Regions from separate parts of the Sus scrofa genome. Here region 1 is linked to region 2. A link is a contact called in public HiChIP or PLAC-seq data. All regions are on one chromosome and are shown on one strand. Each heading gives the region's core, a stretch centred on a gene start, on an enhancer-like site or on the middle of the called end of the contact. The rest is flanking DNA. Distances are from core to core; before and after follow the strand shown. Region 1 overlaps PTPRC (receptor-type tyrosine-protein phosphatase C). Region 2 has its middle 50 kb from the start of ATP6V1G3.

Region 1 (4,208 bases), core at 678-3,177, 220 kb before region 2:
TAATAAAAAGGATACAAAAGAACTTATTCACAAAATAGAAACAAACTCAAAGATTTTGAAACCAAACTTATGGTTACCAAAGAGGAAGTGCAGGGGGGAGGGATAAATTGGGAGGTTGGGATTGACATTATACATGACTATATGGAATAGATGAGGAACAAGGAGCTACTGTGTAGCACAAGGAACACTACTCAAAATTATGTAATAGCCTATATGGAAAAGACTCAAAAAAGAAATGGATATATGTATAACTGATTCACTCTGCTGTATACCTCATTATAAATCAACTATAATCCCATAAATTAAATGCAACTATAAATGTAATACAATTCATTGAGTAATTATATAAAAAATGAATAAATGCAAGAGCGTGATTAGAGTGAGGGGTTGTAAATTGTCATCATGCCTGGAGGGAGTGGAAGGCTTCAAAGGGGTGAGGGCAGTGTGTTGATTTGAAATACCACAGCTGTGGTTTGCTAGAGTTCATGAAGCTAGGAAGAGACTTGGTGTTCTTACTACTTTAGATGAAGAAACAAAATCAATCCTCTTAAATCATGTTTCTAAGGCAGTACAGAAATGATACATCTAAGGCAGGGATAGGCTGAGAAGTTGGGTATTCTTCAGGAAAAATGCAGTGAGCAGAATTCCAAGGTGGTGCCCAAGCTTCCCAGGTCCCACTTATTTAATCCAACACTAATCTAGGTACTGTGGCTGTGAGGCTGTGCAGAGAGAATCTGAGTCTCCTGTCAGTGAGATTTTAATCCATAGAGATTGTTCTGGGTGAGCCCAACCTCATCAAGTGTCCCTAAAAGCAGGAGCCTGAGATCCGAAGCACCAGAAGGATTCCACACGCTGCTGTGGTGGGAAGAGGGAGGAGGCCATGTGGGCCTCTAGGAGCTGAGTGCAAACCCTGGCCCACAGCCCATCCAGGAAATCAAGTCATTGGTCCAACAACATCAAGAAACAGGACTCTGGCAACCTGGAATGACCCTGGAAGCATTTTTCTGCATGTTCTCCAGATAAACACTCATCATGGCTGACACTTGGATTTCAGCTGTGTGATACCCTGAGTGGAAGAGCCGGTCACAGGGAGCCGGAATTCTGACCGACGAAACTGTGAGCTAATAACTGGTGTGGTATTAGGCTGCTGGGTTTCAGTAATTTGTTAGAGGGAAAACGAATACAAAATATTGCCTCCCTTGCAGTTTTGTCTAGGGACAGTCCATACCGTTTGCTGCCTCTGAGACAACCAGCATCCTCCCTTCCTCACCTCCTCCCTCCCTTCCCCTGGCAGACCTGGACCAGCTCTCCTTGCTGCTCAGTGTGTCCAGATAACTGAGATAAGGGTAGAAGTGGTCCCAGGTGTGGTGCTTACACCCTCTGGAGAGACTCTACACACCTCTCTTCTCCAAACTGCTGGCTGGATGTTGCTGGCCATCTCAAAATCAGAAGTCACATATGGGAGAGGGCAGCCTTGTGTCTGCCTGGGGTTCTGAATGAGGGTGTGGAGCAGAACCCCGTCTCTACAGGCATACAAACATCCTGCAATGCTGTGGAGTAAGAAATGTCCATTCTGCTACATCACCGGGACCTGAGGGTTTATGCATCCCAGCACCCAACACTGGCTTCGTGCATTCATACCCCTTATTCATCCCATTGTTACTGAGCAAATGCCAAGTGTCTTACAACTGGGATGGTCTCTGGGTACAAAAGAAAATATGGCATAAAAAGGTACCAGTTCTGAGGGGATTTTCCTTATCTGGGGGTGGGGGGGAACAAAAGCTATACAGGTAAACGAACACATCAAATTATTACGTGTTTTCCTTAGATTTATGAAAAAATAAAGTAGAATGGTAAGAACATAAGGGGAACCTATTTTCTCTGCAGTCCGTGGAAATCTTCCTGAGCACAAGAGATTTCTCCTGCAATCGAAAACATAGAAATGACTCATCCAGGCCATGGGCTGCCCAAATAGTGTGTCTCATGCTCAGAACATCTCTCACTGGGAATTCATAAAATCAGGAACATAGAAAAGTAGCTTCACGTGAAGATTTTCTGATGCCAGATTTAAGTTTGAATCGTGGCTCTGCCATTTTTTTGACTCAACACAGGGCGGACCAATTAAATGATCTGAGTTCACCTTTCCTCATCTATGAAGTGGCAATGATTTGTTCTTTAGATGGTATTGTAGGATGTCTGTATGTGTCCTGCGTGTGTCTATGTATGTTTTTATCTATCTATCTATCTGTCTATCTATCTGTCTGTCTGTCTGTCTGTCTGTCTGTCTATCTATCTATCTATCTATCTATCTATCTATCTATCTATCTATCTATCTACCTATCTATCTATTTATATCTATCAAGAGACAAAGAGAAGGCCAACACGTACTAGACATTTTGCAAATAAATAAATGCACCAAATGATGATAAGTACCAAAGAACACATCAGTGTAGGATTCCTAAATATGACTCATGCAAATTCCAAAAAGACTGCAAAAAAAAGAGCAGAGCAAAGAAAATTTCTCATAGCTATAAGCCTCCAGGTCATGAAGGCCAATGGCAGCATCCAAAAGAATAAGTGAAAATGACCCACATTAGACCAAGAATAAAGAGGAAAGCCTAAAATCTCCAGGGAGAAGAGGAAATGAAGGAACATAAGAATGAGAAACAGGTAGCAAATTGCATCTAGAATGTAATTCTAGATGCAGGGGAACAGAGCAGACATGATTTTTAAATTCTAGATTTTTAAATGTGGAGTCTACGCCAGGGCAAAATGTTGATTAAGTGTCAGAACAGAATAAAGATATTTTCATGCATGCAATCATTAGGATATTTTCTTCTTACACTAGAAGATACAAACCAGTAAGATTTTTAAAACTGCATGAGGAGTTCCCACTGTGGTGCAGTGGAAACTAACCTGACTAGTATCCACAAAGATGCAGGTTCATTCCCTCGCCTTGCTCAGTGGGTCAAGGAGCCGGGCTTGCGGTGAGCTGTGGTAAAGGTCACAGATGCAGCTCAGATCCCACGTGGCTGTGGCTGTGGCTCTGATTCGTCCCCTAGCCTGGGAACTTCTATATGCCATAGGTGTGGCCCTAAAAAGCAAAAGTTAAAATTAAAATTAAAAATGCATGAGATTCAAATGCATCAATCCTAAGACAGGAAACCGATGCAGAAAAATTTTATGATGGCATGCGAGTTGTACCTCTAGAAAGTCCCGAACGAGAACAGGAAGCTCAGCTGGGAAAGTTGTCAAGATCCAGGCAACAGGATGTGATGCCAGGGAACTCAGACATACATTTCTAGCAGCTCTGTTTTTGCAACTTGCACCCCAAGACCTTTGCTGGAGCAGATGTCACTATTAACACATAACTACATTATTCAGCTCTTATGAAAATGCTCTTGTGAACGAAGAGTTAATGATACCTTTTTCGGCTTCATGGGGAAAAAAAAAAAAAAGGAGCCTGGAATAACCCTCTGGCCCCACTGAAGTGGGAATGTGATAAAGATGGAATAGTAGCTGTTACCTGGCAACAACGCTAATGTAAATGTGATGGCTGGTTTCTAAAGGGCATGTGGACTAGGATGGTTGCATATGAACGATGGTGAACAATGGAAGTCCTGGCTTTGTGTCTCCTGAGTGCACTAGCCCAGGGCACATTTTGTCACTGGGCACATCCCTGTTGGCACATCTGGAATTATTTTAAGAGATACTGATTTCCTTTCTTAACATGGGGCTCCTAAGCCAGCGACTCCGGCACCCACACACATGATCCATTTTACATCTCTGTTGCCTCCTAGAGGGTCAAAAAGGACACAGTCCCTGGCCAGTCGTGGGTACCGCTACCCACATTCCCGTGGCCAGATCCCCTCACTGGGTGTGTTTCCTGCTCTGTGTCTCTCTGCATGAAAAGGTGCCAGCCTTCCTATTAAGTAAAATGAGAGTCTGAAATGTCCAGCAGAGCCTATGACCCCAAGAGTCAGTGCTGCTGCTATAAATTATTGACCTCATCAGAAAACCTCAATGAAGCTGTTGTTATTAAAAAGGAATCATAAAAGAAATGAAAGTGAAGAGATCTGGCTGGTTTTGTCTGGCATCTCACATTAGGGGCTTTTATTTTAGCAATCTGAACAGAAAGAACTTTATATGGGACTTGGTATAGAGGTTTGGAAAATAAGCTGATTTTGTATCTTCCTCTTTGGAAAGAT
Region 2 (4,058 bases), core at 1,132-3,631:
TCATTTGACAGGTAACTATGCAGTAGCTCCTGCATGCAAGGCTTTGTGCCGCCCACCAGATGATGTGAAGAAAGATTTCCAGAATCTGCCCGCAGAGGCCAGAAGGACCCAACTTTCATACCATTGAAAGTGTTCAGTGCCAACAGTGGTTTTTGGTAAAGCGTGGTGGAAGCTTAGACGAGGCAGGAGGCTGATGTGTTCAGGAAAGTACAAAAATACCATTTAAAATAACTCCCGCTTTTTTCCAGAGGCACACAAACATGAGTCCTTTATCAGCTCTTTCTGAATCGTGAGTTCCTCCTGCCTAAACTTTTTGCCGTTGGAACTCTCTTGGCATCGGTCCACTTGTTCTGCTGGCCCGGGTCCGGGCACTGGGGTCACAGATGGTGAAGATGAGTTTCGGCCACAGCCACAGCCACGGCCACGGCCACGCCAGCGGAGGAAGCTACAGCCCAGATGGCCCATTGGCCGGGTGTGGACCGACCTCACTTTGTGTCACAAACACAACGACGTCAAATGAAGGCTTTTGGAGGGTGGCAAAAAAGTCGGTCCAGTCAAATAAATACGTGCTTCTAAGGGCTGTGGCAAATGTTTTCTTCCTCCTTCCTGGCTGCCAGCTCCTTGCAAATCAAGTCCCAAAGGCTTTTTTTCTTTGTTGCCATTTGGCGGGGGTGGGGGCATGGAGGGGGGGTGGGGGGAAGCAGTCATGATTTATTTTTATTAAAAACCCAAACAAGGCAAAACAAACGTACCTCTTACTCCACTCGTCGTCAGAAGGCACCCAACCCGAGAGAATGGCCCGAAACCAAACACGTTAGTTCAAAGCCGGCAAGGCTGGCAAAGCTCGCAGCTCTGCCCACAGCTACCTGCATGATGGGTTCGGCAGAGAAATATGCAAACTGGCAAACTGGGTACATTTTACTGTTCTACAGCAATATGTTTTCTTGTTCCCTCGCTAAATTCTTCGCCGAGGGCAAGGAACGCTACAGTCGCTAGTGGTGGCCGGCGCCCAGCTGTCAGCGTGATCTTCACCACTTCCGGCTGGTTTAGCCCAGGGGCACGGCGATTGCTTACCAATAAGCCGAGAGGAGCTGATAATGCAGGTAGACGAAGTCATGCATATTTTAGCATTTAAGCATCTTTTTCATCCACGGTGACATAATCCTGCAGTGGTGAAGGATTTCCTCCCAGGATGGGCAATTAGGGAGAGGTGGCCACTAGGAGAGGCTTCCTGAGAATAAGAAACCTGCTTTTCATCAGGTACATTCAATAGCTCATCTGCAACGTGATAATTTGCTTTTTAAAAATGAACACTCTTTGGCGTTCTCATGTGGCCCCTCGGATTAAGGACCCGGCGTTGTCACTGCAGTGGCCTGAGTCACTGCAGTAGCTCAGTTCAATTCCTGGGAAATTCTGCATGCCATAGGCATGGCCAAAAAAAACACAAAAAACAAACAAACAAAAAAAACAACAACAAAAAAAGAAAAACTAATAACACTGTTTAAGTATTTTTAACTGCAAATTATTTATAAAATGCGACTTTATTTCTATAGCAATATTAAGACTTCAACGTGAATGACCTGAAATGAATCAGATGGACAGGAAAAAGCCAAAAAACAATAAACTGCTGGTTGTGTGTGAGTAGCTGGGATGGATAGAACAGTACCCACTGTGTTGAACAAACTCCCTGTGAATTTTTTTGTTGGTTTTGGCCAGGCCTGCCACATGTGGAAGTTCCCAAGCCAGGGACTGAAGCTGCACCACAGCAATGACCCGCACCACAGCAATGACCCACCCCTCAGCGGAGACAACGCCACAGCCTTAACCTGCTGCGCCACCAAAGAACTCATCCCTCATAAAATATTATCACTTTGTTATGTGACAACTGGATGAGATTGCTTATGACATTCTACAACATTCTTTTCTTTTTTCTCTCTCTCTCTTTAAGGGCCGCACCCGAGGCATGTAGAGGTTCCCAGGCTAGGGGTCGAATCAGAGTCACAGCTGCCTGCCTACACCACAGCCACAGCAACATGGGATCCAACACACGTCTGCCACCTACACCATAGCTCACGGCAACATTGGCTCCCTGGCGACTGAGCGAGGCTAGGGATCGAACCTGCATCCTCACGGATGCTCATCAGATTCGTTTCCGTGGAGCCACAATGGGAACTCCTCTGGTTACACTTTGGGGATTCTTTTCAAGCTCTACTTTAATCGCTAATACCCCACACGAGGCAGTGTGATAAAATGTCAATCCCCTGTCAGCTGTGAGGAATAATCTCGAAGCCAGAAACTGCTACCCTGACTCCGACCAGTGCTTTGGAGGCTGTTTTGTTCACAGCCATCTCCTGTGTTCTGATTTCTCCACAGCTGTGCGGGCATCCTCTTTTCAGGCACTAGATGGCACTCTACATACACTTAATTCGGAACCACACTGGCCCATCTGTAATTTCAAAGGGAAAAAAAGATGAGCCTTTTCCTTAGCTGATTTGATAGTCTGACACGTCTTGGGGAGGAAATGAAGGTATATGATGTAACGGTTATTTCATTAATTTCAATGAAAAAAAAAAAAAAAAGAAGCATCCTCTCCTGGCAAAGAAAGTGTGACTGTTTCTGCAAACGTGGACCCGTCAAACCAGCCCTCAAAGTCTCATCAGAGAGGAGAAAAAAAAAAAAAGTCAGACATATTTTTTGGCTAATTCAACTGCTTTTTGACGGACTTAAATAGTTGCGTGACTACTTGACAGTCAAAATAGTTAAGCCAGTTTGTGTGGTCAAGACAGGCTGAGGTTTTGATGTTACAGAGTGAGCCTCTGTGTTTGTTCCATTCCTTCTCTGCCGCTTTTGTAGTCTGGCTGGTGAGCTCGGTTGGTTGGGGCCGTCTGCTAATGAGACAAAGGTCACCCCGTTTCCATCCTTGCCCAGGGGGGTGCGTCCTCCTCACAGAGTTTAGGGCTTTTCCTGGGCCAGGACCTGCGACCCTCCCTCTGACCAGCCATCGCACCAATGCCTGAGCTTCAAAGACGGCGGCGTCAGGATATCGAGCTGATCAGAATGCACACATCATGGCAAGATGGTGAAAACCACTCAAAATATATACCCTGTTAATAGCAGATCTGCGATGTCACTTTTCTCAAGAAAGAGCTCAGTGCTTCCAAAATCCACTTCCGTAATGAGCAAAGTTGCATGCCTGGTCCTTCCACTCAGCTCTGTTGTTAAGAACCTCTTTATGCCAGGCAGGGAGCCAGATGCCCAAGGACAGAGAAATGAGGGAGGAAAGGCCACTGTCACAATGACTTCGCAAGCTCGTTAGGGAGGTAAACAGGCAAACCAATATTAGATAATGTGACAAATACCGTAATGGACCGACACAGACCTGCCAAGGAAGCAAAGAGAGAGGATAACTTCTAGCAATCATAGGAGCTTCATCTTTTTTTTTTTTTTTTTTTTAGCTTTTTCGGGCCACCCCTTCGGCATATGGAGGTTCCCAGGCTAGGGGTCGAATCAGAGCTGCAGCCACCAGCCTACACCACAGCCACAGCAACTCAGGATCCGAGCCACATCTGCAACCTACACCACCACTGACAGCAGTGCCAGATCCTTACCCCACTGAGCGAGGCCAGGGATCGAACCCACATCCTCAAGGATCCTTGTCGGATTTGTTAACCATTCAGCCACATAGGAATTCCTAGGAGCTGCATCTTAAAGACTGACCTGCATTCAACTATGAAATGTGGACCAGGTCATACAGGTGAAGGAACAGGTGCCTGAGAGAGAGTGATGGTTCGAGGACAAGGGTGTCCTGTGCCTAGAATTTTGAGTATGTGCTGAGAAGTGGTAACTCATAAAATCAAAATCGGGGGTCCCGATTAAACCAGACAGTTTCACGTAATCTAAGGAACTTGTGACAGTCAAAGTATAAAATAAATATTCATGATCCTCATTAATGTGAATAAGCAATTGAATAGATAGGTAGGTGGGGAGATTACACAGATTTCCTGTCCAGAAGAACGCCAAGTAATTCATTCGGATAATCCCGCCTTAAGAAGGTGGAA

The links. HiChIP or PLAC-seq counts read pairs in DNA pulled down with a chosen protein or histone mark.
Region 1: an H3K27ac HiChIP or PLAC-seq map of alveolar macrophages shows a contact between it and region 2. The contact joins two enhancer-like sites.

Annotation. Positions count from the first base shown.
Region 1 is chr10:21,567,065-21,571,272 of Sscrofa11.1, reverse strand. The region is part of intron 18 of PTPRC (receptor-type tyrosine-protein phosphatase C); the gene reads right to left. Among named protein-coding and RNA genes, the nearest start is that of PTPRC, 86 kb to the right of the region's middle. Within about 2 kb of position 1,927, at least 1 of the 83 cell types and tissues checked has an H3K27ac peak or open chromatin away from gene starts, as enhancers often do. A contact at or near this core is called in alveolar macrophages, where this site is marked.
Region 2 is chr10:21,342,689-21,346,746 of Sscrofa11.1, reverse strand. No RefSeq gene overlaps it. Among named protein-coding and RNA genes, the nearest start is that of ATP6V1G3, 50 kb to the left of the region's middle. Within about 2 kb of position 2,381, at least 2 of the 83 cell types and tissues checked have an H3K27ac peak or open chromatin away from gene starts, as enhancers often do. A contact at or near this core is called in alveolar macrophages, where this site is marked.